6 separate regions of the Mus musculus genome follow, and regions 2, 3, 4, 5 and 6 are each linked to region 1. A link is a contact called in public HiChIP or PLAC-seq and promoter capture Hi-C data. All regions are on one chromosome and are shown on one strand. Each heading gives the region's core, a stretch centred on a gene start, on an enhancer-like site or on the middle of the called end of the contact. The rest is flanking DNA. Distances are from core to core; before and after follow the strand shown. Region 1 holds the start of Tmem38b (transmembrane protein 38B). Region 2 has its middle 21 kb from the start of Gm52739. Region 3 has its middle 36 kb from the start of Gm34231. Region 4 overlaps Gm12514 (a long non-coding RNA gene). Region 5 has its middle 27 kb from the start of Gm42289. Region 6 overlaps Zfp462 (zinc finger protein 462).

Region 1 (5,104 bases), core at 820-3,319:
TTGTAATCCTCCCCACCCTGGGAACATTTCGAAATAACGAGATATTTTTGATCATTACAACTGGTGTGTGTGTGTGTGTGTGTGTGTGTGTGCATGTGTGCATGCACAAGGGATACTATTGAATATCCTACAATACCTAGGGTAGTCCAAAAAGATTTGTTCAGTTCAAATGCCAATGGTTCTACTGTTGAGGAACTTGGTTTAGAAAAATACTAGTTTCACGTGCTTCTAAACAACAACAAACAACAACAACAACAAAATGCATTAAAGAGCTTGGGTCACAGCTCCTTAGCTGATAATCTGATTAGCCCAGTTTTGTTTTCTAAGGTGTATACCTTAGATTTATTTTATCAGCAACTTTTGTAAATCACTTTCAGACATCAGGAAAAGGCTGAATAGTCCAAGATGAACTGTCCCAAATCCCTCCTTTCTTCTTTCCTCTTCTAAGTCTTCCCTCGGTTCACTCCGGTTTTCCTCAACTACACAGCATTCCATTAGACCAGGTAGTTTATGTAGTGGCCAGAAGCAAATATGATAAGCACATACAAAATATGGATAGAGCTTTTCTGTGTGTGTGATCTTCCTAGTTCATTTCTTTTAGATCTTATAAATATTGTCTTTAGGCAGTAGGCAGATGTGAGCACACTTCGTTTTGCACTCATGTGGTGAGTCAAATGTCAGGGAGCCTGCAATATCTCTGAGCAGAGCTAATAAAGCCTTGACTGTTTATTTTATTATATTTATAATAAACAAAGTGTGCCAGAAGCTAAAAAGAAATGTTTCCCTGTAAAAAGTGTTTGCTTAGAAAAGCAGATCAAAAAGTATTTAATCAAGGCTATTGTTTCTTGACAAGTTATGAAATGAAGAATGTTGCTACCACTTTCTTACATTTGAAACCTGGTGTTTAGGACAGTGGTGCCTCTGGCAGCCAGTAAAATGCTCGGTACAAAGCACGGGTGTAAATAACATTTGCTAAGTGAGTTAATACCGAGGCTAACCTCAGGAGGAAAAGGCGATTGCCCTTTGCAGCAATATAACAGTCACCTACCTGCTCCCTCAATAGCTTGTGTGTACCCATGCCAAGTAACAACATGATCTGTTGACATGTCAAATAAAAATGTGCCAAATTTACCTTTTTTTTCTTAAAATCCAGTCTCACTTTTTCCCTTTACTTTTAGTTCTTTTTGCAACCAATTTCAGCAGATAGCTCCTTTTCTTGTTTTTCAAAACCTGGCTCCTTTTGCTGTCATTACAGGTGGTGTTTGTATCCACTTTAGTCTGCTTGGCAGTCTTTCTCTATCTGTGGCTTTGTCCTTAAGACCTGCATCTACTACTACTACCTTTTGTCTTGGATTAGTGAATGCATTTCTGATTTCCCTAGTCTCTTCTCATGAATCTTTGGTGCTGGATTGCAACTTCAGAGACCTGCCCATCTTCTTCACCCCAACTACCAATTCAGCACATGCTTTTGATAAACAAGACTGAGGACAATGTAGCGACTGATCAAGAGCTTAAACCACCTGGTTTCACTGCGAAAGACTTTTATTTCTTTTACAACTTCATTTTTCAGGTTGTAGTCTAGCCAAAATAACTTCTAATATTTACAGACTTGCTTTTAATACCGTGTGCATTTCCCTGCAATGGTCTTCTCTAACCATCTGCTTTGGCGTGGCATCCATACTTTTTATGCTTTGTGAAATTCCGTGAGTCCTTAAAATTTTTTTTTCCCTCTGGGAAAATTCAAGTTTCATGGGGATATGGATAAAACATTACCGTTTTATTATCTTTCATATCTTCACTAAGTAATAAATGAGTTACATCGTGGCTGTTCAGAAAAAGAGGAATGGCATCCGTTTACATAGAATCTGACTTTGAGCGTTGCCCGTTGCCCCTTGGGTCAGCTGGCACTGACTGCAACACTGAGAAAATGTCATACCTTTTTTAGGAGAACCAGGGCCAGGGCCCCGCCCCTCGTTCCGGCTCCGGCCCCGCCCCCGTTCCGGACCCCGCCCCCCTAGGCTCCAGGGCGCACGCGCAGGGCTGAAGCTGGCGCGGCCGTCCCCTCCCCCACCCCCTCCGCCGGAGGGGAACCGGCTGCCGCGGCTGCTGGGGCCGGCGGCGTCGGTAGTCGTCATGGAGTACCCGTGGGATGATCTGACTCTGGCCTTTTCCCGCACGTCCATGTTTCCCTTTTTTGATATCGCCCACTACCTGGTGTCGGTGATGGCGCTGAAGCAGCGGCCAGGTGAGTGAAGGGGCCCGACGCGCTCCCGGTTCCGCGTCCTCACTGCGGGAGGCAGGGACGCCGGGATGCCCTGCGGCCCACCCCTCAGTACCGAGCACGGGACTCAGACGTAGGCTGAGGAAGGTCATGTAGACCCCTGAGCGGGACGTCTCAGGTGGGACCTAGCACCTTGCTAGCGTGTTGAACCAGGAGAGGGGGTGGCTTTGCGGTTTCTCAGTCAGCCACTGGAGGCACGGTCCGGGTAACAGTCGCTTGGCATGTAGTTCAGCCCTCTGTGAAACATGTGGGATGGGATGGGATTTTCACAACGTTGAGTTCCATGAACCATGTGACCAAAAAGCAGTGTTTGTACTCCTGTCTTTGACATTGAATGTAGTGGGTTTCCTTTTAAAGTTCCCCATTTTCCCATTATTTTTCTGAGTCTGTCTTTGAGTTCAGGCATTTCTCTGCCTTCCTTGTCCGGGAGGTGAAGGGTGAAAGTTTAAGGGTTGTCTTACCTTTTCTGGACCACTAATTCTTTAAATCCTTGCCTCATACGTTTTTGAGAGTTTTCTGTGTCTAACTCGTGGAGGAACAGGTCATCCTCGTGGGAGACTGTTTCTCTGATTAAAGAGAACTACAGTTTCGTTACTGCTCCATATCTAGAATCCGATAGTATCTTGTATTGACTAAATCAGACGTTTTCAAAGTGTGGCTCACTTCCCAGGTTCTTCCCTGTCACACACTGTAAAGTTCATTATTTTCATAATGTATCTTCAGAGGTTATTTATCCGTTCTTGCCTTTATGAGTGTACAGCGAAGTTTCCCAATGGCCGTGTGACTTAACAGTGTTGTAAGAGATAATGAAACAGCTGATGAGTCCAAGCATTTCTGTTTGAGGCTAGACATTAAGGAGATTTGCCTAATTAGATAGCAATGTGCCTTTTCTCACGAAATACTTTTTTGATTTTGAGAATAGTTATTTTAGTAAAGAACACATTATTTACATTTAATGCATTATTTTAAAATCCATATGTAACTGCTTTAAAAACTGTTAACGTTTCCAAATGCTAAATATAAACACCAACTCTAGGTCCTTCCTTGTTACTGGAGATAGAAGCTACTGAAGTACCCACCCACTGAGTAGAGCCCCAGGCCAAGAAATTTTAAAAATATTTTTAAAGGTATGATCTACATAAATATATTCGCTATTTTTTTATCACAAAGTTATATGATAAAAATATAAAGTATTTTATATTCCAAAGCACTTTATCCCTCTGTAGTCTCTTCCCCTAAATTCTGGCATCCCATTCATGCCCTCTTTAAATTTTAGGGGTCAGTATGGGTCTAAAATTTGAGAATCACTTGGATAATTGAATGCTAATTACCAAGGAGGGAAACATGTTTTTCTCCCAGTACTAGGAAATGATAGTATTCAGAGGAGAATGCCTGCGCCAGCATCCAGGGAGTGTGTTAGAGGACCTAGTAACTTTAAGAGTAGTAATTATTTTCAGTCCTCACCATCTTGCCATTTTCATAGAGAACCATTTTCATTTGCATTTTTCATGGTTATTAATGTACATGCTTCCTTGGTTTATGGGTCATTTGTATTTAATTCCTGTGAATGCCAAGTCTCTTTTGCCTGTTTATCAGGATGTAGATTGTTGTCTCATTTTATTGATTCTCTTTATGCATCATGGACCTTTCATTGTAAGTGCTGAAGCTTCCCTCCCCCCCCCCCCCCACACTCGTTAAATTTTAGCTTTTAGTGCAGAAGTTTTAAAAAGTTTATGGTTAGGGCTGGAGAGATGGCTCAGCGGTTAAGAGCGCAGACTGCTCTTCTGGAGGTCCTCAGTTCAAATCCCAGCACCCACATGGTGGCTCACAACCATCTGTAATGATGTCTGGCGCCCTCTTCTGGTGTGTCTGAAGACAGCTACAGCGTACTTATGTATGGTAATAAATCTTTTAAAAAAGTTTATGGTTAAATCTATTTCCTTGTTTGTACAGACAGATCTGTTTTTAATAGACAGACTTTATGACTTTCAGGATTTATATATTGTTTCAGGAAGTTTGGTCCCATACCAAAGACTATAGAAATACTGATTTATGCTATTTTACAAATATATTTATTTTTTATTATTTTTGAGTGTTTGTGTGCATACCAGTTCAGGTACCTGCGGAGGCCACTGGGTCAGCTTTCCTTGCAGCTGAAGTTATATTACAGTTAGAAGTGTTTCTGAGCCATCCATTGAGGGTGCTGGAAGCAGAACCAGGTTGTCTATAAGAGTAGTAAGTGCTCTTAACCTTTGACCCATATCTCCAACTCCTTATGTGCATGTCTTTTTTTGTTTTGTAGATTTCTGCTCTGAAAGACAGAGCTAAGTGTATGGTTACAAAAGGAAGCTCTTGGGGCTGGAGAATAGATAGATGGCTTAGTGGGTAAGACAGCTGTATGCACAAGCCTGAGGACTTGAGATCAAATCCCCAGGACCCACGTAAGAAGCTGAGAGTAGCTACATGCTTGTAACCTGGGCTCTATGGGGTTTGAGAGAGGCAGGCTTGCTGGGTCTTGCTGACTGCTAGCCTACCTTAGTGTCAGCTGGAGATCCTGTTTGGGAAGAATAAGATAGACCACGATAGAGTTGGACACCTGATGATTTCCTCTGGTTTCCATGAATTCGAGTGTACACACACACACTCACACACACACACACACACACACACCCCTTTCTGTAACAGTTTGGTGGTAGGTGGGTGTTTCTTTGCAAGCCTTTGCATCTCAGTGATGAATTACTACAGAGAACACTTGGAACTCAGTGATCTTGGCAGAGTGGCTAACTGAACGGAATAGTTGGTCTTGTCCTGTTACAGAGATCA
Region 2 (5,104 bases), core at 1,126-3,625, 1.5 Mb after region 1:
AAGTTTACAAAGAAAAGGATCGGTGTTGATGGTGAATCTTCTGTATTCAAGATTTTGTACTCCAGGCTATGTAGAAAGTAGAATTTCCTGATTGCCAAGATTTTTGTTATCATTCCCATTTGTTTCATTTTTTTAAAAGATTTATTAATTTATTATATGTAAGTACACTGTAGCTGTCTTCAGACACACCAGAAGAGGAAGTCAGATAATATTCAGGATGGTTGTGAGCCACCATGTGGTTGCTGGGATTTGAACTCAGGACCTTTGGAAGAGCAGTCGAGTGCTCTTACCCGCTGAGCCATCTCACCAGCCCTTGTTTCATTTTTAAAAAACATTTATTTATTATATTTATGAGTACACTGTAGCTGTTTTTAGACATACTAGAAAAGGGCATCAGATTCTATTACAGATGGTTGTGAGCCATCATGTAGTTGCTGGGAATTGAACTCAGGACCTCTAGAAGAGCAGTTAGTGCTCTTAACCACTGAGCCATCTCTCCAGCCCTCATTTTTTTTTTTTTTCTTTTTTCCGGAGCTGAGGACCGAACCCAGGGCCTTGGGCTTGCTAGGCAAGCACTTTACCACTGAGCTAAATCCCCAACCCCCCTCATTTTTTTTTTTTTTTTTTAAACTTTTTCGGGTTTTTTTTTTTTTTTTTTTTTTTTTGGTTTGGTTGGTTTGTTTGTTTTTTTAAATTTTTTTTAAAGATTTATTTATTTATTATATGTAAGTACATTGTAGCTGTCTTCAGACACTCCAGAAGAGGGAGTCAGATCTTGTTACGGGTGGTTGTGAGCCACCATGTGGTTGCTGGGATTTGAACTCTGGACCTTCGGAAGAGCAGTCGGGTGCTCTTACCCACTGAGCCATCTCACCAGCCCCCTCATTTTTTTTTTAATTAGAGGTCTATGCATTACTTTCAATTAATTTTTCTAATTATTTACTTTTTAATTTTGCTATACAATAAGGCAAAGGTGCACCACAATACACACGTGGAGGCAGAAAACAACTTCTGGGAGTCAACTCTCTCCCCTCCTTCTACCACGTGAGTCCCAGGAATTGAACTATGTTCATCAGGCCTGGTGGCAAGTGCCTTTGCCTACTGAGCCATCCTGTAGGCCTTTATCTCGGTTTTAAAGACTGCCATACAAAAGTGGTTCCCTTGGTAGAGTGTCCAAGGCAATATCCTCCAGCATCCCGGGGGCTATAACTGTCCTTCTAAATTGCTCCCCTATGATGCATTTATTACATTTTAAAAAGTGAATGGAGTATAAGCCCCTATGGACTATCACTTGAAATCTCTCCAAAGACTTACTATTTTTAAAACACCCCCATTACAGTGATCTATTATGACATCTCCTTCATCCACGTTTGCTTTGAGAGATGCACATACTACACTGAAGAAGTTCTACTCGTGGGCACAGGGCCATGGGCTGGCCATGTTGCTGCGAGAAGTCTTCTAACCTTTTTTATTGTGGCAATGAATTTTTAAACACACCCCCAAATCAGAGAGAAACAAGCCACAATGTACTGGACACCTAAGTCCCATCATTGTCAACTCACTGTCAACCTTCCTTCATCATTACCCTACCCCATTCAATCCCATTTCATATTCCTGGGTGGCTTTCCCAGGAAGCTGCGGAATTGGCCTGCCTTTCTGAAGATGTAGATGTTATTGTCAACCTCTTCTTCGAGCGCAGCCATCAAAGGAGTGAACACATTCCCCACAGTTGTCTTCAATCATTTAAGAGAGTTTCATTTTCAGCTCAAGCTAGAGACTAATCAAGCCAGAAAGGCAGGTCACTGAGGCCAAAGGACACTTTCCAGTTTAACCTGCTATACAACCCTGAACACCATCAATTTCCAGTTGAGCTTGTGGTTCTGAGAGGCACTGTTTACTGAGTGCTGTAAAGAGTGACTTCAGGACTCACTGGAGGCATCGTCGTCATTTTGGAGACTTAAAATTCAAGTCAGATTTAGAAGTGAAGGAAGCAGGCCATTTGAAAAACACTGGGGAGGCTGGAGAGATGACTCAGCAGTTAAGAGCACTGACTGCTCTTCCAGAGGTCCCAAGTAAAATTCCCAGCAACCACATGGTGACTCACAACCATCTGTAATAGAATCTGATACCCTTTTCTGGTGTGTCTAAAAACAGCTAAATAAATAAAGAAAGAAATCTTTAAAGAAAAACATTGGGGAGGAGAGTGAGAAAGTTTCTTTCATCCAGCAAGTGATCTGTAAGTGCTCTCAACTGCTAAGCCATCTCTTGAGTCCCTCTCCTAGATTTTCTTAATGAAACAAACAAGTAGGGCCAAGAGAGAGAGAGAGAGATGGCTGAGGGCGTAAAGATACTTATGACTAAGGCTCATGACCTGACTTCCATCTCATGACCAACAAGGTCAAGAGAGAGGCACGTGACCACCTCAGGCATAGGCATGCAGGCACACCTGTGCAAACACACACACACATGATTTTAAAATTTTGGAAAAAAAAAAGCAAATAGACAAGTCTTCAGACACAGGTACTAATTGGATACTAAGAAAATGCTGGACATAACTACCCAACGACAGGACATTGTGAAACTAACTTATAAAGTATCCATACGACGAGATTTTTATGAAGCCTTGAAGAACGAAGACAATATATTAAGTAAAAGGAGGCATGTCTTTGAACAAATAAATAGTGGATACAGATGGCAGAAGACTCCAAAGTGAAAAAAGACTCAGCTATATTAACCAGTTACATATTGTGTTCCCCATCAACTCTAAGCCTGCACATATATGAACGTTGAGGCAATAGTTGAGCACAGACTGGTTTTTGAAAGTTACAATGGTACACTTGTAATTACTCTTCCCTGTTACAGTGGCATGCAGTCTTTCAAGTCCTAGATTTAGATATGAAATGTTTTGCTGACAGATGTGAAACTGTAGATAAAACAAGCCCCACAAGGTTTGGTGGGTTATTATATGTTGGTCTCTATAATTAGACATCTTGAACCTATCTACTATGAAAAGGTGGGGGAGCAGGAGAAATAGTTCAGGAGTTAAAGAGTGCTTGCTGCTCTTCTAGGAGACCCAAGTTTGGCTCCCCAAAGCACCCATGCTAGGTGGTTCACAGTTGCCTCAACTCCAGCTCTAGGGAATCAGGGTGCCCTCTTCTGCCCTTCAGGGGTCCCCACACACAGATGGGGAAAACAGCACGTTAGAAATTGGATGGCTGTGACTTTATCTCTCCCTATAACTAGAAGTCAGTGGTTCTCAACCTTCTTAAAGCTGTGGCCCTTTAAAACAGTTCCTCATGTTGTGGTGACTCCCAACCTCAAAATTACTTTTCTTGCTACTTTATAACTGTAATTTTGCTATCATTAAGAATTGTAATATAATATCTGTGTTTTTACCAACACGGTCTTAGGCCACCCCAGTAAAAGGATCATTCAAAACCCCCAAAGGGTCATGACCCACAGGTTGAGAACTGCTGCTCTAAAAAATAGAAACTAGAAAATTCTGCTTTGTCACCACCTTCTGTCATATCACCTGGTTTGCTCAAACACAGACCAGTTAAGTTCTGTCCCACTCGGTTTCTGAGCCCACATCATCCATCCAGAATGAGCCTCTACTCTCTCCACACCATCAGAGTAGAAGATAGTGGTCCTTAGGGCCTGGGCTCTAGTCAGATGGGTGCAAAAGCCAGGAAGCTGTTTGTCTTCTGCAACACCGCCTCAAGGCTTCAGTTCTAGTTTCCTGATCCCACGACTGTGGCCCACAGCCAGGAAGGGGCCCTGGCTTAGCCTTCTCTCAGTTCCTCCAGGAACCACATGAGAGACAGTGCCTATATGAGAGACCACTGTGTACCTCACCGTTCCCTGCTGGCTTTGCTGTGAGCATCTTCCTTGAGGGCACACAGAACCTTTCTTGGGATGGAATGGGATGGGATGGGTTGGGAATCTCCCATCTCTGAGGGAAACTAGATACTGTTCCTCAGTGATCAATTTTAAGGATTTTTGCAAGCTGTAGTATTAAATATAACAATTATTAAAATGTCAGGATTTTTTATCTTTTATCCCAGAACCCTGGAGGCAAAGGCAGAGAAGTCCTATCACTTTTGGTTTTTGTTTTGTTTTGCTATTTTTTGTTTTTTGTTTTTGAGACAGGCCCTCTCTGTCTCTCTGGCAGTCCTGGGACTCTATGTTGACCAGGTTGGCCTCTTACTCACAGAGATCAGCCTGCTCCTGTCACCCTAGCGCTGGGATTAAAGGTGTGTGCCATCATGCCCGGCCTATCACTTCTTAGTTTGCCTTTCCACATCTTGCTATTATCTATGTTCTTGGATTATTTCCCTCTACTACATATAGTTGCTGGGCTGCTAACACAGATTAACTTTGGAGACAAATATTCAGGAAAATTGAGAACATTCTGTGAATCTTAAAGGGTACACTTTATCATTATAAGGATTGGTCTGTAATTTACAAATTATATAAATGATCCCTTATATAAAGGGAGTCGTGTCCGTCCTGCATGCCACCCCACCCCAACCCCATTCCACCTGCTGCCCCAGGAATCCAGATTTTAGACATTTGCAAACACTCCCTCGTATTTTCCTTCTGCGGTGGAGCCCATTTTAAAGTGTCCCTAACTCTCTCAGTTGTGCTGGCTGCTCATACAAACCCAGAGCCGGTTTGCTCTTGCGTGACTAACTCTTCCTTTCTCTTTACCACATAAAGCGCAGTTAGCACAACACCTGTGAGGGGCGTCTTTGCAAACTCCTCCAGCGAGAGGCGCGAACTGGCCTAGTTGGTGAGTTTGGAAGAACTGGGGTATCATTTAGGACTTTCTCATCTGTTCGGAGCAATATCCTTCTCAGAGGAAAAGCTGCTTTGCTTTGGTGCTGCCTAAAACCATTAGGAAGCTGATCAAGGCTGGGATTTGAGCACTTGGGTCCCATTCCTCATACAGGGAAGCTTCATTCTTGGGGTACCATCAACCACTACCGAGTACCATCTATTGGCTTCCATCTGCTCGCTCCCTTGTTTCACTTCGCATTTAGTTCAAAATATGAATAGCAAATTAAGTACTCTTTATTGAGTCCCCTTCAAGAGTCTGCAAGTC
Region 3 (5,104 bases), core at 992-3,491, 1.4 Mb after region 1:
TCTTTCTATTCAATTGGCATCAGGTAGCTATGGGTCATCAAAACTGGAACGGGTAAATCCCTCCCTTCTGCAGAAATGGGCTACAATGTCACTTCTGATTCATGCATCAAATACGTGTTCAGAGTTCGTACTTTGTGCTGGCTGTGATGCTAGGTGACAGGGGTACACCAAGGGGGAGGGAATCCCATGAGGTTTCTGCTCATGGGAAGGTCACGATGTGCTAGGCTCCCATACAAACTCTGTACAAGGTAACAATAAGGACAGCCCACACCGGTCAGGGAAAGGAGATGAGCTAGGACCAAAGAAGACAGCCATCAACGGAAGCAAGATCAGCTACAGTCACAAGATCTGCAGAGGGAGCAGGGACTCACAGAGCCCAAGTCCCAACATTGGTGGTACCCAAGTAGCCAGTTACTGAGTGTGAGGTGCTATTGAGCAAACTGAAGCGTCAAGAAGGAGTGGATGCCAAGCAGATGATATATGCAGATCATTAGATCTGTGTGTCTAAGGAGAGTACACATGTACGGTACCAATGTGAGAGCGTGGGAGGCTTCTGAAAGTGACAGGCCTGAGGTGCCAACAGAGGCTAGTCAGAGCTGTGGGCCTGGGAAACCCAGTAGACTGGACTGAGGGAGGGTGGGGATTGCAGCACATCTTGCCACTGCCAGAATCAGTCTCAGGTCCAGGATTAGACAGCCAACACCAGTGGTGTCTAGGGTAAGAGTACCTGCAGGGACAGTAGACACTATGACCACAATGCTAATGCATTCCCCGTGAATCTCTTGTGTTCATTTAGCTCACTGGTTCTCAACCTTCCTAACGCTGTGACCCTTTAATACAGTTTCTCATGTCGTGGTGACCCCAACCATAAAATTATTTTCATTGCTACTTCAGAACTGTAACTTTGCTACTGTTATGAGTCATAATGTAAATACCTAATATGGAGAATATATGATATTTGACCCCCAAAGGGGTTGTGACCCACGGGTTGAGACCCACTGATTTAGCTCAAAGCTGGTGGCTGTGCGGGAGTCAAGGCGCCACATCTTCAATTTGATTTATCTTTCAAGCCCTTGATCAGCTGTGTTTATAAGCAATGATGGTCCAGAGCATGTTTCCAGGGGAGGCCGTTGTAAGGCTTTATAGAGCCGTTAGAGAAACATCTTAGCCTGGGAAATCTATTCTCTCCTACCCCGTCTAACACCAGTCTGTAAGAGCTTAGGTCAAGCTGTGATGTTGGGTCCTTTAACGTGTCTAATCCAACATCTTCCTGGGAAGGATATTGATTTTTGAAGATAAAGTTTGGTCTGGAGCAGAGACAAATGGAAGACAGAGATTGACTGATTCATGATGTGGTAACCTCTTGCCTAATGGCTGTTCTCAGTCTCCCCACATAGCTTTCCGCTACTCCAACCCTGACCTGGGACCTTGATCTTAAAGCTCTGAGGTGAACTTCAGCCTCACTGGCAAGGGATCTGAGTTCATGGGGGACAGGGCCACGGGGCAACATTGTGACCCTGTAACAGTTCTATCTGGTCAACTTGGCAGGCCCCGAGATAATTCTTAAAACTGAAAAGAAAAATTATTGCTGGGCCCCAAAATAAAATGTTATTCCAGATATTAAATATTGTCTAACAGACAGTAAATTTAATGGCCCTGAAGTGGCTTCAGACCTCTGAGAAGATTTTACTTCTCAGCCTTGGCAGGGACACCAAGTACCACTCTCCTATTTCTGCTCTGCCTTCAAACTGTCATAAATAGTTAACTGTGTGAGTCCTTTCCAAAAGAAAAGAAAAAAAAAATCCTCCCAGGAGCATCCGAAAATAGCCTCCAGGGGCTCGATGCATATTTCCTCGGGTCCTCCTCTTAATCTCTCCATATGGGTGGCTATGATTTATTGTTACTGTCACCTGTGGACCGACAGAAACAAAGGCAGCCAGGCTGGAAGGCAGACAGAGGTAGCGGTATGGGAAGGGTCTCTGGAGAGATGGAACTGAGCGTCCATTCCTGGTGAGAGTGCAGGCTTAAGAGCCATCACCTCTCCTTCCTTTGGTGTCTCTGCAACAAAAGGAGAGAGGAGGGGATGTCATCCTCTCCCAAGATGCATCGAGACTCTGCCCTCGAGAAGCTTCCAGAGAGTCTCCCACAAGGCAGAACCTGCCAAAGGCCAAAGACTATTGTGACAGGGCAAGTGTACACTCATTACACAGGGTGCATGTCACCTCTGCCATTTCCTATCTCCAGGCCAAAAGTGAGCTCTCTCCTGCCACTTTTCCAGCCCAGTGGCGTGACCCGAGGCTGGCTGTCCATCACCAGCTCGATGCAAAAGGAGAAGGGAAAGCCGGGCCCAACTGAGGCCCCTGCCTGCTCATGCTAGCTGTGCCTCTCCATCCTTGTGTTTATCCACAGCACGGGCACCACCTCTGAGACACTAAGCTCATCTTCAGGGAAGCAGTCCCTGCCAATAGACCACCAACCCAGGGATCCCCTGTTGACCCAGGAGGAGGGACAGGGCAGGGACCTCCCCATCTGTCTCTGTACCTTCTGTTTTCCCTCTCAGCGCTCCTAACAATGCACCATGATTAGTTGCGGCTCGGGCCCCCTGACACCCCTTAACCTGGAAAATCAGGCAGACTTTCGAGACAGCAATCAGCTCCCAGACACATCCAACCGTAATGTGATTACTCCATTTACCAAAATGCAAAGAGAGATACTTGAGGCGTTTCTGATTAGGGCTGACATTATCTCTCTAATGGGCCATGGCATTAATCAAGGCTGTTGCTATGACTATGGAGATGGTGGGGAAATAACCCCAGCTTGATTCTGGGCCTGCCCAGTTGTGCCACTGTAGAAGAGGTCAGCTTTTGTTAGGGACATGGCACAAGAATGGCTTCTTCCTGCCTGAGAAGGGCTTTCTATTGAGATCACACCAACAGCCAGAAAAAGGCCTCTGTGTTCTTTCATGACGTTGGATGCTCTGGTTCCATAGCTCAATATGATTTGGTGGCATTGTTCTGGAGGGATTGTGTGTGTGTGTGCATGAATGCTGGGGTTGGGGGTACCAGGCTGATCCGTGAGACTGTCAGAGCCTTCTGCTATCCAGAGTTACATCTTAAGAGTCGGCCAGCCCCCCTGAGAATTCTGTAGGGCCTGAGAACCTGGGGAAGGAGGAGGAAGATCCTTCGAAAGGCCACCTTTCCCATGGCATAAACGCTCTGGCCTCTGCTGCTCTCTCTCCATTCCAGGCCTCAGAAACATTTGGCAGACACAAGCCAGTAACTACAGACCCTATGTGAGTGCATGGAAAACAGGGGCAGAATGAAATGGGTGTGACAGGCCCAAATGAAAAACCCTCTGGCCTCTGCTCTAGATGGCAGGATACTCACGATCTGGAAGAGGCATACAGGGATCAGATGATACCACTGGGGCCGGCCATCAGGACCTGGTTCTCATTTGCTAGTAATGAGTTCTCCATAAACCCTAGTATAAGAGGACACTCCGAGGGCATCAATATGGAGTGCACACACACGCACATGCACACACGTACACATGCGTGCACACATACCATGTCCACAGTCAAGATTTACAATCAAGAAATCTGCTTCTTGGGGCGGGGGTGATGATTCAGCTGGTAAAGTGCTGGTGGCACATGCGTGAGAACATGAAAGACTCTGTATTTAAAAGACAGACATAGGGCTGGAGAGGAGACTCTGTAGTTAAGAACACACGGTGGCACACACCTTTAATCCCAGCACTTGGGAGGCAGAGGCAGGTGAATTTCTGAGTTCGAGGCCAGCCTGGTCTACAGAGTGAGTTCCAGGAGAGCCAAGGTTACACAGAGAAACCCTGTCTCGAAAAACCAAAAAAACAAAACATATGGTGCTCTTCTAGAGTACCTCCGTTCCCACATCAGTTGGCTCACAGTTACCTGTAACTCCAGCTCTGGAATTCCAACACCCCCATCTATCTTCCATGGACACAGGCCCATACACACTAACACACACACACACACACACACATAAGTAAAATCTCATATATATATATATATATGTATGTATATATATATGGGGGAGGGGTACTTAGCATTGCAGAGGAGACAGATAGATCTCTAGATAAGCCCCTACATTGACAGTAAGAGACTTACTATAAACAAACAAACAAACAAAGTGGCATCTGAGAAATGATACCTGAGGTTAACTTCTGGCTTAACACACACACACACACACACACACACACACACACACACACACACACAGAATTTTCTCTGAGCTTTGGTTTTTCTCTACCTTCATGATGGGGACAGTAGGAATCAACTCTGCTCTTCTCACAACATTGCAATTTGAGAGAAAGTGACATATAAAGTCTAGAGCACAGAAGGGGTTAAAGCTCTGAAGGAGGCCCCAACATAGACACTCACAGACCTGGGGGTGGGGGTGGGGTTGCTCCGGGGAGGGAGGGAGTTTTAAAGTTCCCAGAGAAACCACTACCTCAAGGACAATAACAAGCAGTACCTGGTTTGAGTCTTATTTCCAAAATGCACTTATATTTTTAGTGGGGACAAGAATTTTTATAAACAGAAGGCTTTTGTGAAGATCAAGATAGAGACTGTATGTGAAAGGACATATAACCCTACACCCTGGATTCCTAATTAATGCTCAAGTCCCTCATTAGAGGCGCTGTCTCTGCTTGGGGGAGAGGTCTTGTCCTCAGGGGTGAGACCTCGGACAGCACCTTACTTCTTAGCTGTGTGACTGAGCGCAGGCGGGACACCGAATGACAGCAAACACTTGTACCGCTCTCCATGCTTGATCTCACGCAATTATAGCGCCCGCCTGGTGAGGCGGGCAGGGATCATTGTCACCAGTGTGAAGGGACATCATAGGTGACTCAGGCTGTCAGTAGTACAGCTGGGATGTGAGCCCAAATTTGTCTCGTTCCAAAACTGAACTTCTCCCCATGACCTTCTTGGCTAGAACTGACCTGAGTCAATTTTGTTATTCACTATGTAGATGGAAGAGGTCATTGGGCCATAAGTCTCTGCAGGCTGTAATGAAAGCAGGTGCCACAGAAAATTCTGCCACAGATGTAGCTGTCTCTTGTGAGA
Region 4 (5,104 bases), core at 1,786-4,285, 1.3 Mb after region 1:
AGTAGCTGAAGAGGGAAGGGAATGTACTGGTTTGTCTGAATGGGAAATCCAGGCCTCTGATGTTATCACTTGTCGCTCTTTCTAGACCTAAAATTGTGCCGTCCATGCATTCTTGTTCTCAAAGTTCAGCTCTGTCTTCCTTTGTATTGGTTTCATTCTCTGATGGAAAGCTCCCTCTGGAAGAAAGCATCAATTTATTCCTATTATTTCCAAAACAATTCTTATAACTACATGCATCTGTCCACCTTATACCGTGTGACATACCCGCATCAGTCACGATGGACACAGAAGATGCAATACAGTGGGCGTCCATGTACCCAAATTTAAAGTCAAGAAGTGGACCTCCACCCCCACCCCCACACACTGAACACATGATATAAGGGTGAAAGGTATTTTCCTAAGTGGGGGTAAAAAAAGTATTTTTGCCAGCAGAACTGGTATTTCATGGACAGATAATTACAAGCCCACTTTGGGGAACATGAATATGTTGGCTATTGTGTCCTCAGAGTGTAGTATAATGTCTGATGGGTATGCTCTGTCAACTGTTGCTGAGTGGACAGGCAGAATTCAGAGATTATGTGTATATTCTAATTACTCTGGGAAGAAGCCTGTTGAAGATGAGCTCTTTAGACTTCCATGAGTTCAAGAGTACAGTCTGATCTTATTGACTTCTGGATTTTCTTAGTTGGAATATTTAATCATTCTCCTCTGGGGAGCCATCTTCCCAATGTCATCACCAGAAGGAACACTAGCAACTTTCACACCTCTCCAACTTAAAAGATAACAGAGAAGTCTTAGAACAGAAGAAGTCTCTAACATGGCACACTCATTTTTTTTTCTGAATTATTCATTTTATAAACATTTATGGAGTGTCTATCACATAGCAGACACAGTGCTTGGTACCAGGACAGAGAGATAGAAAGTCTCAGTCTCTTTAAGAAACTCAAGCCTAGGAAAGATACTAATAAATGCCTATTTGTTTATTTTGATTATTTTGAGACAATAGAGCTCTGGCTATCCTGGAAGAACTCACTATGTAGGCCAGACTGGCCTTGAACTCACAGAGATCTGCCTGCTTCTACCTCCTGAGTGCTGGGATTAAAGGTGTGTGCCACCACAGCCAGCTCAATAAACGACTTTGAGAAAATGATTCCATGCTTTGGTATATGATCTGGGTTTGAAATATGGCTTTGTCAATTAATTGCCAACAAAACACTGAGTTAGCCTCTTCAAGCTTTAAATTTTCATTAGCAGTAAAATTAGTCATAATAAGATCACTATCTTCTTAGAGGTTTGGTGTGGATTAAATAATAAGAGATGAACCTTACATAGCTAGGTCTTTGTATAAAGAGTCTTACTGTTTGAGGGCATGAAGGATAAGAGGAAAGAACAATAAATCCAGCCTGTAGATGACAAAGAGTTTACACAAGGCTTGAGATGTGCACTTATTCTTAAAGATCTTCACCAGGTGGAGGAGGGCAAAGGTGAGGATGAGCCTTCTGACAGAAGGAGTAGTTTACTCAAAGCATTGAAAGCTGGAGACAAGCTGGTGGGTTTAGAGAGCAGTAACTACAACCATATGCCTGGTGTACAGGTGGGATGGTGGTGAGAGCAGAAAGGTGGAAAGTGACAACATTCACAGGAACATGGAAGATTTGGGATTCGGTCTATTGGAAAAAGAGGGCACCTGGAAATCTCAGCCCAATAGCCATGCATCATTGGCCTCCCAGGTGAGTATCAAATGGCCATTATCTCTCCTGTGCACACTAAGATGGTGTTTTCTGTATGGACTAAGGTCCATTTAGAGTTCCTTCCAGATGCTCACAGTAATATTATTCAAGGTTTGCTTTGAATAGGGCAGGGTTGTGAGTCAGAGATTTAATGCAATAATATCCACAGATCATGTTGATCTCTTGGTGGTGATGTGCAGTCGCTCCTTCTCATTGACTCTGCAGGATCTGGGGACATACTGTTTCTACTCGGAGGTACCAGACTGCTGGAGTGCTGGGCAGAATGCAGATGGATAGCAAAGAAAGACTTGCTTCTTAAGTAATTCCACATATTAGTATCACAAGGATAATCTCTCACAATCAGCAGACAGATATCCTTATTTGACAGTAGGAGATGCCAACTGCTTAGGCCTATGTGACCCCTTTCCTTAGGTGCTCCCCCATCCTCATGCCCACACTCTATGCACTCCTGCATGTCTGTGTCATATGCTGAGCCTCTCTCTCATCAAATAAAAGCCCAAGACTCTAGAGTTTCCCCTCTCTCTCTCTCTCTCTCTCTCTCTGTATGTATGTATACCAATTCTGCTTGCATGTATATATGTGTGTGTGTGTGTGTGTGTGTGTGAATACGAATATATATATCCAGATCCCCTTGAACTGGAGTTACAGGTAGTTATAACTGCCATGTGTGTGCTGGGAATTGAACCCCAGTTCTTTAAAAGAGAAGCTAGTGCTTTTAACTGCTGAACCATCTCTCCATCCCTTGAACCTTTCTCTTTAACCCATCTCACGTCCCAATTCCCAACCTAGTACAGATTGTTAGCCATGGTAGAGCAAAAGATATCTCAAATTCCAAATTCCCAGACTGCTGCTTCCTAATGATACAGGTTCACTATGAATACACCCAATCTATCATTCAATCATTGAAGGCAAGATGAAGATGATGGACAGGTGAGGTAAGGATGGTGGACCATCATCAAATGTGAGGTGATGGACAATCAATCATTGAAGGCTAGAGGTGAAGATGGTAGACAATCATCAAAGGGACGATAAGGACGGTGGACAGGCAAGGGGAAGATGGCAGAGTATCAATCATCAAAGATGAAGTGAGGATGGCTAAATGCCAGCTTACTTCCAGAGAGGCTACTTGAGGGAACCTCACAAGTTGTCGCAAGTAGGAGCCAGGCCTGAGGGCTGAGAGGCCAATTCCACATGCTTAGGGTTCTAGGTACACACAGCAATTGAAGAGACCATCTGGAGAGAGGAGCTTAAGAATATAATAGAGAGCTGGTTGATCCTAGCATATATCAAGTCTTTGAGGAAGTTGAGAGACATGTGCGCGGTGATATCTGTGAATAAAGCACACACACACACATCCTCTAAGATGAAAGAGAAGTGCTACAAGGTTGGTAAGAGACATTGGGGGGAGCTTGAAAAGTGTGTGGAGAGAGGCAGTTGGAGGGGATTCTGAGCAGGAGGCTAGGGGAGATCCCGGTCCCACTTGTGTGGTCCTGAGGTAGAAAGTATGAGAGGTGAACAGCTTTAAGTTGAGCAAATCATTGTCTCACAGGGTACTGGAACAGTGCACCCTAAAGTACAAACAACAGAATGAGCCATGGAAAGTCACATCTTATAGTCACAGTGGCTGGGAAATTCAAGATCAGAATTCCAGTGAGTGAAAAGGTCAGTTTAGGAACTTTGGGAAGGTCAAGAAACACTTGCCTCTCCCGGAAGGGAGAGGCTAATTAACATTTTTCAGACCACAGGGGGGAAACAACCTGCGGGCGGGGACACATTCCACAGGACTGACTGTTGCGCACCTTCAGACAAAGGAAGTCCTTGTCACCTCATTCCTTAAAGACCAATCAGTTGAAAGGTTGCACTGTCATATTTGCCTAGTTGCTGATGCTCTATTCTGCCCCTGAAAACCATATAAAAACTTACCCAAATGGGTGCTGGGGGTCACTGCCTCTCCTTCGGGTCTGAGATGACCCCAGTGCACTGGAACAATAAATTTCTCTTGCTTTTTGCATCGATCCTGGCTCCATGTGGTTCACTCAGGGCGACCCTGGTAAGCTTAGGCTCCCCGGAGTCTTACATGAGTTCTGCAAGCCCCTCTTCTAGGTTGCAGAGTACAGCTGTTTGCCCACTTCCTATAAGGGCACACATCCCATTCCTACGGGCTCCACCTAATTAATCCCTTCACTCAGGCCTCAACTCCAGATAAGATTATAGTTTCACCGTATGAGGGAAGAGGGCAACAAACACTATAGCTGGAAGATAGAGTGGGACAGGAGGGGTCCTAGGGTATGATGCTGGAGAAGGGGGCAAGTCAGGAGACTAGTTGAGCAGAAGCAGCAACTCACTTAACCCTCAACACCCCAGCAGAGGCCTGTCATCTTTGAAGTAGGTCACAGTCAACTTGCATGTGACAGATAGATAACCAGGTGAGGAGGCTGGTGAGCTGGGTTATTATGGTTGGTGCATTACATTGTCTGTAAGCTACATACCACTATTTAAAAATTGAAGTAAAATCCCATTAAGTCTATTGGAAAACCTGACATGTAGCCTGAAGAAATAACCATTCCCCCACAATGAGAGTTGGGTTTGATACACATTTTTTCAATTGTATTTTTCCAATTATTTCCATACAAATGTATATTCCCTCTCCCAGTCTCCTGACCTACCTTTGTTAAAGAAACACTTCTACTCTGATGTCATATACGCATATACAACATTATGTTTAAGCACATTCTTAAAGACTAAAGGTATGAAAAAATACATTTAAGAATGAAAATAGCTAATTGTGAACCTTAATGAACATTTCAACAAGGTCCAGGTTAGGAAGAACTGAGTTCCTCAGGGCTGTTGACTCACCTCAAGAGCCGAGAAAGCTTTTAGCCCAGGTGAGAAATGCCTGACACAGGAGCCAACAAAGTTCACTTCTTCTGTAAAAGGAAAGGATGGATCTACTTTAAAGGTTAAATTGCGATCTGGGAGCTATAATAGCACTGTCAAATAATTATTATTGTTATTTTTACAAATCTATTTCATTTTAAAACAAGTTGGGAAATTTCTAACTTAGTTTAAATGAGACCTCAGTTCTCCCAGGCCTGATCTGCCACCTGAGGCAGGACCGCCCGCTGGAGGAGCGCTGTGCTGAGTCATTAAGATGGCAGCTCCCACAGAGAGAAATAAAGAAGTCAGATTCTCGAAGCAGAGCCACTGAACAGTAGGGGGAGGGAGGGGAGGAGGGGAGCTAATTTTTGCAGGCAGATCCGAATGCTTCTCTTCCTAGGCACTCTTAGTCAATATTTATCTAGCTATTCACAGGATGATAACTAATCATTTGTCTCTCTCCTCGCCGCTATCTT
Region 5 (5,104 bases), core at 1,147-3,646, 1.3 Mb after region 1:
CTTCCTTGTATGTGGTGTAGGTTCCCTGAGCAGCCCCACATGTTGCTGAGCTACTTCTGCTTCTGATGCCCTCATCTTCCCCAGATGTCTCCGCATCATCTTCCAGATGTGTCTGCCTTCTGACCTGCTTTGTACATTATGATAAGGATGAAGGCCTCTGATGGTTTAGCTGCTGAAAGAGCACAACGGTCAGAAGAGAAAAGTTATCAGCTCCTACAAGAGACAGGTCAAGTTCATCCTGTGTCAAAGTCTTGGGCAAATTTGTATGTTTGTGTGTGCATGTGTGCTATGGTATTATCAGGGAGGTCAGATAACAATAAGCAAGCCAGGCATAGTGGCACACACCTTTAATCAAGCATTCAGGAGGCAGAAGTAGGTAGATCTCTATGTGTCCAAGGCAAGTCTGATCTGCATAATGAGACCCTGTGTGATGGTTTGTATATACTCAACCCAGAGAGTAGCACTATTAGAGGGTATGGCCCTGCTGAAGTAGGTATGGCCTTGTTGGAGTAGGTGTATCACTGTGGGTGTGGGCTCTAAGACCCTTGTGCTAGCTGCCTGGAAGTCAGTATTCTGCTAGCAGCCTTCAGATGAAGATGTAGAACTCTCAGCTATGCCTGCACCATGCCTGCCTAGAAGTTGCTATGCGCTCACCTTGATGATATTTATAGTGAATCTCTGAACCTGTAAGCCAGTCCCAATTAAATGGTGTGCTTTATAAGACTTGCCTTGGTCATAGTGTCTGCTCACAGCGGTAAAACCCTAACTAAGACACCCTGTTTCAAGAATAAAAAATAAAACTAGAAACAAGCAAACAAGCAAAACAAAGCAAAGCAAAGCAAAACAACAAAACAAAGTGTGCTTCCCCAGAGGACAACATGTAGGAATCATCTCTCTTTCTTCCCAATGGGTCCTAAGTCCTTAGGCCATCAGGTTTGACAACAAGCATCTTTATCCACAAAATCAACTCTCTAACCTGGACAAAACATTTAAAATATAATCAACATGTCTCCATGAAGAATCGAGTAGAATCCGATGCAAAGGTTAAGGCAGCAAAGGGGACAGAGATGATGTGAAGACAGAGGCAGCAAGGCTTTTCATCCGGACAGCCATCGCTCAGGTACAGGTCCCTGTCAAGAACCCATGAACTCAACAGAAGTAGCAGCCTTTCAGTTTCTGTTAAGTAACCTAGGCAACTGTTATTAAGGCCAGCACAACAGAGATGTTATCTTTAGCCAAGCTAGTGGCAAACTACTAATGGATTGCCCAGCTGTGTGATCTCAAAATCTTAGGGTTTTAATTAGCAAATATCAAGAGTTGTGCCCCATCTGATATCTGAGTTGATCCTGGAGGCTTACCAAGGATGTCTTATGGAAGAAGATATGGAGCTAGTTGTGGTTGTTGCTGTTTGCTGAGACGAAGTCTCAGGTAGCCCCAGCTGACCTTGGACTTGCCATGCAGCTGAGGACGACCTTGAGTTGCTCATCTTGCCCTGTTCTCACAGAATCATCTCACCACTTCCTGTTTTATGTTGTGCCTCCTCCATGCTAGGCGATCACCCTACCATAGAAGCTTACTAGTGTGTCCATCATCAGCTCCACTGGTTTTAGCTTGATTTAGTCACAAGGTCATACTGTTGTGTGTAAGCATTCTTGCTTTCTTACCTAATCTGTTTTCTCTTTATTTTTATAAAGTCATTGAAAAAGAACATAAGGATGGGACAGTAGAATGCATTTTAAGAACGATCCTTTTCAGGGCTCAGATTTTGTGTTTCTTGCTCTTTTTAATGGACCCTAACTTCTATCTACCTTGCTTCTTGGAGTTGTAATGAGGCCAGGTGAAAGTAGGGGCTATTTGGGATTTTTCTGAGTCTCTTTGAACTCCAGCTCCACCATTGACACAAGATGGGGCCTTGAGGACATCCAATGCTCTGGCTCTCCTTTTCTGTTCTGTGAAATTGGATGGTCATAAGGAAAGTACTGCTTATCCTGCTTCTAAGAAAGGGCTTTGGAAGTCTCCCCCACGGTCCTGAGATCATGAGCTTGAAGAATTAAGGCCTATGATGGTTAATAGTGGATGTCAACTTGACAGACTCTAGAACTGCTAGGAGACAAACTGCTAGCGTGCCTGCCAAGAGCTTCTAGATTAGATGGACTGAGGTAAGAAGACCCGCCCTAAACGTGGGTGGTATCACTCTATGGACTGAGACTTCAGACTGAACAGCCAGGAGAAAGCAGGCTGAGTACCAGTCTTCATTTCTCTGCTTCTTGACCAGGCTGTGAGCAGCTGCCTCATATGGCTGCCACTTTGCTTTCCACCCGAGGAAGACCATCCCTTCAAACTGGAACCAAAATAAACACCTACATTCTGAAGCAGCTTTTCCTGACTGTATTGTGAAACCAGTGAGAGGTGTGACCAGAACAAGTCCTTCCCGGGAGCAGAGGGGAAGATGAGGCCACATTAGCAGTGAGTGAAAGATCTCATGAATGCATGCTTTTGGGGGTTTTATTTATTTTTATAGATCTCTCTCTCTCTCTTTCTCTCTCTCTCTCTCTGTGTGTGTCTGTGTCTCTGTCTTTGTCTCTGTCTCTCTCTCCCTCTCTCTCCCTCTCTCTCCCTCTCTCTCCCTCTCTCTCCCTCTCTCTCCCTCTCTCTCCCTTTCCCTCCCTTTCCCTCTCCCTCTCCCTCTCTCTCTCTCTCTCTCTCTCTCTCTCTCTCTCTCTCTCTCTCTCTCTCTCTCTCTCTCTCTCTGTGTGTGTGTGTGCCCATGGGCAGGTAGCCACAGAGGCCAGGAAAGGGTATTGGATGCTCTGGAGCTGGGTTCATAGGTGTTTGTAAGCTGCCTAATGTGGATGCTGGGAACCAAACTCTTGTTCTCTGTAAGAAAAGCAAGCACTCTTGACCACCGATCCATAGCTGCACTCCAGTTTTTCCTAAAATAGAGACACAAAATGCTTTTCAATTACTACATAGCAGGGTAGTGCTTTACGATTAATGTTTATTTATCATCCTGTGTTCATAAGAGCATCAACAAGATCTCCTTCCTCTTTAGTTTTCCATAATGTGCTGAAAATCCAGACTGTAGATGGGGTGGGGAATGGGGCAGAATAAGAAGTGTTCCCTGTTTGGTTGACTGCTTAGTGGATCCTGAATTCAGGATATTCGTTTCTTTCTGTTGGTTTGCTTGGCCATTGTTTTCCCTTGTTCCCCAGAGACTCAGTCTCAAGTCACTGAAAAAAAAAAAAAAACAAACCCCATGTACCATCTGCCCTTAGCAGGCTGATTCCTCCCCTGGGACCTAAAGCCCCAGGGAAGCACCACCATTAATCCACTTACCAAGGAGAGATCTTGGCCTTGCCTGATTCCTCTTTCACATTAGCCCCTCACTTCTGAGAGGTCCACCTGTCCTGAAGCCTGTATCCATACTCACTCTGCTGCTCTGGCTGACTTTGCACGTCAAGGCCACTCTATTTTTTTTTTTGTCTGTCTCTTCCAGTCCTAACCATAGTACACAAGGCTGCCTAGATGACAGCAAACCTGAGCCATCATTCTCTGAACCCCTCCCTGTCGACACCCATCACCTATGCCCCCCCCCAGCTCCTATGCTCCTCACCACTCTTCATTTTCCCTACCTTTCCACATTTTGTTCTAATTGTGAGGTACACTTCCTCCACCCTAACCCTAGCTGTTTTCCTTTAGCCTTTATTTGGATTATTTTCCTTTTGAGACAAGGTCTCTAACTCTGGGTGGCCTCAAACTCCCTATGTAGTTGAGGATGGCCTTGAACCTCTAATCCTCCTGCCTCCACCTCCTAAGAGCTAGGATTATAAATGTTAAATAGCATCCATAGTTTATGAGGTGCTAGGCATGTTTGTAAGGAGATCACTGTACGAGGACTATACCCTGAGCCTAACTTTGCCTTAACATATCTCACATTTAACATCTCTGAACTTGGGCTTTCCTCCCATAAACCAAGAATAATAGTCCCTATCCCCCAAGTTGTTGGAAGGAATGAGTTAATGCACAGGAAGATCTGTGCCTAGCAGTTCAATAGACTGACAGTAGCCATTATTATCTCTTGCAAGGGGCCTTGATCTTCAACCACATTCCTCTTCATAGCTCTGTGTTTGTATATTATCCCCTGCTTTCCTTAGCCCAGCCCTCCACAGAGTCCAAAACAACCTGCTAGAATGTGCATTCCTTGAGAGTACATACAAGGTCATACTTATCCATGTCTCTTCTCAGTTTAGACTCAGGAACACCGAAGGGACCTAGCGAGTTTTAGTTGAACGAATACATGCCCAGGACATGAAGCTCTTTTAGCACTGAATGAAAGCCCTCCCGGATAAATCATGGAAACTCTTTCCCACTAGGGCTTCTGATAAAATACTCCTGAGATATCTGGCCTTCTACCACACTTTTTAATAACTAGGGACAATTGTGTCACTCCACTGGGTTAGTGGCATGACAGGCAGAGCCACTTCCTCTTCTTCTTCACTTAAAAAGGGGGGAGGGGGAGGAGAATAACTTGGTCATCGCTGTCAATCCTGACAAATGAACAGCGCTATTACACACTCCAGAACTCAAGCAGCAGCACCTAATTAGGCACAGGTACAATCAGCAGCAGTGAGCGAGCGAGCTCCTGCGCTCCTGTTAGGCTGTGAGTGGCTCATTTGCACTGCAGAAGAGATGGGAATGCTGATTTGCATGCAAACAGGCCCTCAGAGATGCTCAATTAAATAAGGGCATTAATATTTTTAAGGCTCACTCCAGGTAAAATGCCTTTTTTATTTTTTATTTCCTGAGAAAAGGCACAGGGAAGTTGCCTAGATGTGTGACTAAATACCAGCAGCAGATTTATGAAGGTTTTGTTTTGTTTTGTATTCTGATTATAAAAGTAATCCACTCACACTGTGAAAACCAGACAGTAAAGAAAAGAACAACCATTGGCAATCATGTTAGGACACCCTAACTGTCCTCTACTGGGCTCACTTACAGCTACACACAGCAACTCACAACTGAGCTGGTCCAGTGGTTGGCTTTGGGTGCTAAATTTATGCTCATGGTTCTCAAGTGAGTATCTCCTGTCCTCATCACCACACTC
Region 6 (5,104 bases), core at 990-3,489, 1.3 Mb after region 1:
GTTGACTCAGCAGTGAGATTGCTGAGAAACTTACATACAGTATTCCATAATGGCTGCCCAAATTTGCTACTAGTCCACAGCATTGTTCTTTCTTTACCTTCCCCAACACTTGTTCTCTTTCCTCCTTTAGGTAATGGACACTCTAACTGCTATGGGGCAGTACTTAAGGTTGGAATTTGCATTCCCCCCTTGTTCAGGATGTGGAGTGCCATTATATTGCTGATGTCTGTTTGCTTATCTTCTGAGACATGCTTATACAGAGCCTGTGTCCATTTCTTAATTGGGGAAATTGTTCACTCAATTATTGACTGAGTTGGTTGACTTCTTCATAGGACCCGGATGCTGACCCTGTGACCAGTGTGTGGTCTACAGATTCTCCTCCTCTTCTGTGGCTTGCCTTTTCTTTCTGACGTTTCCTTGGCAGAACAGAAACTTTCCAGCTGGATTCAGCTAGCATTTGCCTATTTTTTTCTTCCGTTACATGTGATTTGGGGGGTCATGTAAAAAACTTTAAAGAGAAAATCATGGACAACCGGTGTCCTGGAGATTTCCCCCGAGTTTTCCTCCAGCAACTTTTGTGGTTTTAGGACCTATGTTTCAATCTCTTACTGATTTGGAGTTGATTGTTTTTCCATCTGGGAGGTCAGGATCTAGTTTCTTTCTTCTGCCTGTGGTGCCTGATAGTGATATTGGCAACTTTCTCAAAGCTCAATTGACTGAGAGAGTGTTCCTATTCCATTGCTCCATGAAACTGATTCTAGGTTACTGTCAAGCTGTTTTGGTGACCTTGTCTTTCCTTAAGTATCTTAAAGTCACGGAATGGAGTGCCTCGAACTTCTTATCGTGTTCACTCTAGGTTGTTATGGCTATATGGGGTCTTTTCTAGTTACCTTGACGTTACAATGGAAAGCGAAGGGTAGATGTAACTCAGTGATAAAATTCTTGCCTGTGGTGTGAGAGGCCGTGGATTTTAAGAGTGCCAAAAACATTAATTAAATGGCATGGCATCCAAGACATGGACCTAATAAATAAGAGTTCTGACAAACTTAAAACCTATCTAAAGTAAGGTAAGAAGATAGATAATAAACCCACTGAAGGGTAAATCTCAGTCTTGTTGTTCCAGAGCAGATCTCTTAACACTACACACATCTTCAACCCCTTAGAGTGCTAACGTGTTCTTTTTTTAAAGAGACGCTAGTCATGAAATGCACTAGCCCTTGGGCTAGACTAAGGCCCCATGGCAGAATATCTAGCAGACCTGAGCAGGTCTTCCTGAGGCCATTTTCTTCTGTGGTTTTTTTTGTCCCTACCCTCCCACTGTGATAATCAAGGGATCTAGTTGGGTCCTTCAATCTCCAACTAACATAGAGAGCCAAGGCTTACAGCCAAAACGTGCTAACTTGTCAAAAGCTGCTTGCTGTGGTCAACCTGCAAGACTGCATAAAACAAAAGCCTCTCCTGTAGGTTGACTCAGGGCCATTTCTTATAAGGGAAATGCTTGTGATCTCAGAAGTATGCCTTATTTCTTTTCCTTCCTTCCTTCCTTCCTTCCTTCCTTCCTTCCTTCCTTCCTTCCTTCCTTCCTTCCTTCCTTCCTTCCTTCTTTCCTTCTTTTTTTTTTAACCTTTTAACAAATATGTTCTTCACAACAAATCCTTAACATCTCTTCACTGTTTTGGCTGTCCTCAGGGAGAGGGAGACAGGATGCTTCTGAGTGAGTCTACAAAAGCTTCTTTTTCTTCCTGGTACTCGGGCTCTGCTTGTCCCTCTTGATGAGATAAAAGATTCCTTCTTGGATATTTTGACTTTCTTCATGTCTAAGGCTACGCCTAGGCTATTTCTGAAGCCATCAGCATTCCAGAGCCCTCCATTTCCCAATGCTCTCCCCCAAAACAAATAAAACAAGCTTAGGCCATGAGAAAACACCGCGTCTGAAATATGTGAGGTAGCAAGCACATCTTCCTGCTTGTCCAGCTTGATCTCAGTCTATCCACTGGGCTTTCGGCTTCACACGAGATGGAATTAGGGCGAACAGCCTGGCTTCTACTTCCCTCTGAAAGTGTCATGTCTACATCCAGAGACCTAAACAAAAGAAGAAAAACTCCTCCTTGGGTAGACAAGTTGTGTATGAGGGACTGACTTGAGTACCTTGGGAATTGCAAGCTGAAACTGTCCCTTCCCTGTCACACATCCTTGCAAGAACGGTTCCCTTTGTCCTATCTCCTTCTCTTTGGAAACAACCTAGAATCAATCTTCCACCACCTCAGTAGATTGTTGCCAAGAAGACAGGGCCAACAATAGCCTGGGGTGTTTTTGCCAGACATCCTGGCTTCTGGCAGAGTGCACGAGGGGCTATTAGCTCAGCTCTCAGGCTGAGGGAGAGTGATTTGAGATGTGACAGGTAGACTGGCTTCTTCTGTGAGGATGAAGCTTAGCATGTGCCCTTGGAGACAATAGATGACCGGCTTCATGTTTCCTGAGGGCAGAGGATCAAGTACCAGCTCCATTCTCCTTGTGAATCATTTGGACGTTCATATAGACACCTTTGGTTGGGGAGTTCATGGCCTTCCTGTTCCCCAGTTCCTTCCCAGACATGAGAGCTGAGGACTGTACTCAGAATAGACACACAGCAAGATCAGCCTGGGAATTTCAGAGAGAAGCCACGCACGCACGAAGAAATTGAAAGGAACCCAAGCAGAACGCCGCCCACCCTGCCCCCTCTCATTATGCAACTAGGAGGAGTCAGGAAGGCATTCTGTTGATTTCTTGCCCAAGATAATCCCTGCTAAGGAATTAATGCGCAGACCAGATGGCGCTGTGTCATTTCCAGTGAAAAGAATCAAGGAAGATAGTCTGTGCAATTATTTTTAATGGCTTGTGTGGTGATCTTCTTAATTTGTGAGAGAATGCCTTGTCTTTTGTGAGAACTGGCCCTGTTCACGTAGCTTTCTTGTGAAGTGGATGAAGGCATCCCAGAGTCCTAGCTAATGTCTGGAAGATTTCATGAAATATGGGGCATTTCAATCAGAAGTTGTCTTCCTGTGACGTCTAATCTGCTGAGGGGCCCACGGTAATCAGAGATGAAAATGATCACGTTTCCCCAAGCTCCACCCTTTTTTCAGAACTGTGTAGTCTGCTACTTACTATCCGTGTGAAGACTTGGCCCTCAGTGGGCTAATGAAAGACATCTGGGCTTAGGACTAAGGACAGCACAAAGGCCACGTAAACCCTCATCTTTGAGCTTGCCAGGAGGTGTGGCTTATAAACAATTCGCTAGCCAATCCATGTGTATAAGGCCCCTCACATGTGGCAGCATCACAGGAGTGAAGAAAACAGCTAGACCAATATTTGCTGTGTACACCAGACCCATTCAGAAATGTCTGCGTATCCCAGTACTTGTGAATATCACCGGTTGAGAAATAAATACTGGGCGGTTGGCCAGGATCTGTCAGTGGCTGGGGACATGCTTGCTTTTCTTATCATTAGTTATTATTACATGTGTTTATTTATCGTATGTGTGAGAGAGTTGTACACGTGGAGGTCCAAGCACAATTTGCAGGAGTTGGTGGTTTTTGTCTCCCACTATGTGGGCTCCAGGGATCAAACTCCGGTCATGGAGCCTGGGAGCAGGCAACATTAATCTACTGAGACATCTCAATGTCCCAGACATGCTTTTATATAAGCTCCCGGCGGCCCAACCTCAGCGTTGCTTAGGGTACCACCCAGGAGGGTCTCTGCAGGGCTCCTATCCATCCGACAAAGGAGGTACACATGTTGTGATGCTTTGGCCTAACTTGAAATACGAAGAAGTCCTGTGGCCTACTCTGTAGAACCAGGTTGGGCGCTTTCTGTGGTCTATTTTCTTCTTAGTGAGCAGATAGCCCTGTTTCAAATTCACACTGAGTAGCTGCCGAGCTGTCAAGCCCTTGGTCAGACCCTGCAGAAGGGATGAGTTAATTAGAAAAGAGATGTAAAGGGTCTTAGAGTAAGCCAAGGAGCCTTTTCTGGCCAGAAGGAACCTGGGTTGTTGATGATAGCAGAAGTTGCATAAATAAGGAGACTTGTTGCATAATAAGTGACTGAAGCAGGACAGCTCCTATTCAGCTCTACTCTGGAAGTGTCCTTCAGAGAAGCCCAGAGTCAGTGGGGAGTCTGGCAGTACCTGCCAATGGCTTCCGGTTTAGCTTCCCAGGTAAGTCGGGAAATATTTTCCAGTGAATGCTGACTGATCCTCTCTAGATTTCCAGAAACACAAAGGAAATGCTGGTCTTTTCTCTCTGTTTGCAGAGCTGATGAGATTTGCAGACCGGGGGCCTGGTGTGAACACAGAGAAGCGATTTCCATGTGAATTCTGTGGACGGGCGTTCTCACAGGGCTCTGAGTGGGAAAGACACGTGTTGAGACACGGCATGTAAGTTGGGCACCAAGAAGACCTTTGTCCCAAGCGAGAGGGTGGGAGGAAGGCAAGAGTCCCCTAATAGTACAAAGAGCTCCTACCCCCACCACCTGGTATCACCTTACTGAGCATGGAGGGCAGGCAGTGAAGACTGAGAAAGCAGATTCCTCCTTCTTTGTTAATTTTTAAAATGACCATCCTGTCACATTCAAAGCCCCCAGACTGAAAGGTAGTGTGTCCCTTTTCTTTGCAATTGGATCTCGTTCTCTGAGAGAAATGTGGATGGTGGTCTGAATCTCTGGCTTCTGTGTGTGCCCACTTCTGTGAATGGCCCTGGGCATGCCAAGACTTACCTCAGAGACACAGCGCCATTCCATACCCGCCTCCCAGTAACTGAGAGCATGCCTGTCAGGTTCTGACCTAACCACTGTGAAAATCGAATTGTCCGTTTGCACAAAGAACCCTTCCTTAGTCCACCAGACAAGAGAACGAATGTGTGGTTTGTATGAGATAATGGCCATGCAGTGCCCACACCTCTGAGAACATAACTAAGTTTCTCAAGTCACAGTTGATGCCTGCAGGTTTTTAGCTTTTGTGTGTTTGAATGATTTATTAAAATAGACTTGACTAAAAAAAAAACTTCAATATCAGAGTTGTTCCTTTTGTCTTAATCCTTATTGGCCAATACCTTAGCTTCTGAGTTCAGCT

Evidence for each region. Promoter capture Hi-C pulls out the DNA fragments that hold promoters and counts their contacts. HiChIP or PLAC-seq counts read pairs in DNA pulled down with a chosen protein or histone mark.
Region 2: a promoter capture Hi-C map of pre-B cells shows a contact between it and region 1, with 5 times the contacts expected there. The contact joins the enhancer-like site here to the promoter of Tmem38b in region 1. A contact is called at or near these places in 9 of 39 promoter capture datasets (the 3T3-L1 cell line, cranial neural crest, hippocampal neurons and 4 more) and 1 of 115 datasets of contacts at active chromatin or transcription factors (embryonic stem cells).
Region 3: a contact with region 1 is called in a promoter capture Hi-C map of liver, with 13 times the contacts expected there. The contact joins the enhancer-like site here to the promoter of Tmem38b in region 1. A contact is called at or near these places in 10 of 39 promoter capture datasets (the 3T3-L1 cell line, cranial neural crest, frontonasal cranial neural crest and 5 more), 1 of 484 Hi-C or Micro-C datasets (liver), 4 of 115 datasets of contacts at active chromatin or transcription factors (embryonic forebrain, embryonic limb bud, embryonic stem cells and 1 more) and 1 of 9 other capture datasets (adipose tissue).
Region 4: a contact with region 1 is called in an H3K27ac HiChIP or PLAC-seq map of embryonic stem cells, with 5 times the contacts expected there. The contact joins the enhancer-like site here to the promoter of Tmem38b in region 1. A contact is called at or near these places in 4 of 39 promoter capture datasets (cranial neural crest, hippocampal neurons, liver and 1 more) and 3 of 115 datasets of contacts at active chromatin or transcription factors (differentiating embryonic stem cells and embryonic stem cells).
Region 5: a contact with region 1 is called in a promoter capture Hi-C map of the C10 cell line. The contact joins the enhancer-like site here to the promoter of Tmem38b in region 1. A contact is called at or near these places in 5 of 39 promoter capture datasets (the C10 cell line, cranial neural crest, embryonic stem cells and 2 more) and 3 of 115 datasets of contacts at active chromatin or transcription factors (astrocytes, embryonic forebrain and embryonic stem cells).
Region 6: a contact with region 1 is called in a promoter capture Hi-C map of hippocampal neurons, with 4 times the contacts expected there. The contact joins the enhancer-like site here to the promoter of Tmem38b in region 1. A contact is called at or near these places in 7 of 39 promoter capture datasets (the 3T3-L1 cell line, cranial neural crest, hippocampal neurons and 3 more) and 2 of 115 datasets of contacts at active chromatin or transcription factors (astrocytes and embryonic forebrain).

What each region holds. Positions count from the first base shown.
Region 1 is chr4:53,823,976-53,829,079 of GRCm38.p6, forward strand. It overlaps Tmem38b (transmembrane protein 38B), which reads left to right and starts at 2,070. Exons shown (of 6, transcript NM_028053.2): 1 at 2,070-2,245. The coding sequence starts at 2,134.
Region 2 is chr4:55,323,971-55,329,074 of GRCm38.p6, forward strand. No RefSeq gene overlaps it. Among named protein-coding and RNA genes, the nearest start is that of Gm52739, 21 kb to the left of the region's middle. Within about 2 kb of position 2,376, at least 86 of the 459 cell types and tissues checked have an H3K27ac peak or open chromatin away from gene starts, as enhancers often do.
Region 3 is chr4:55,241,095-55,246,198 of GRCm38.p6, forward strand. It overlaps the pseudogene Gm12508. Among named protein-coding and RNA genes, the nearest start is that of Gm34231, 36 kb to the left of the region's middle. Within about 2 kb of position 2,242, at least 12 of the 459 cell types and tissues checked have an H3K27ac peak or open chromatin away from gene starts, as enhancers often do. A contact at or near this core is called in liver, where this site is marked.
Region 4 is chr4:55,131,501-55,136,604 of GRCm38.p6, forward strand. Gm12514 (a long non-coding RNA gene) reads right to left here. Exons shown (of 3, transcript XR_881288.2): 2 at 4,608-4,678; 3 at 1-176. Among named protein-coding and RNA genes, the nearest start is that of Gm12514, 5.1 kb to the right of the region's middle. Within about 2 kb of position 3,036, at least 20 of the 459 cell types and tissues checked have an H3K27ac peak or open chromatin away from gene starts, as enhancers often do. A contact at or near this core is called in differentiating embryonic stem cells and embryonic stem cells, where this site is marked.
Region 5 is chr4:55,094,070-55,099,173 of GRCm38.p6, forward strand. No RefSeq gene overlaps it. Among named protein-coding and RNA genes, the nearest start is that of Gm42289, 27 kb to the left of the region's middle. Within about 2 kb of position 2,397, at least 17 of the 459 cell types and tissues checked have an H3K27ac peak or open chromatin away from gene starts, as enhancers often do.
Region 6 is chr4:55,074,977-55,080,080 of GRCm38.p6, forward strand. It overlaps Zfp462 (zinc finger protein 462), which reads left to right. Exons shown (of 13, transcript NM_172867.3): 12 at 4,288-4,411. Among named protein-coding and RNA genes, the nearest start is that of Gm42289, 8.4 kb to the left of the region's middle. Within about 2 kb of position 2,240, at least 54 of the 459 cell types and tissues checked have an H3K27ac peak or open chromatin away from gene starts, as enhancers often do. A contact at or near this core is called in embryonic forebrain and hippocampal neurons, where this site is marked.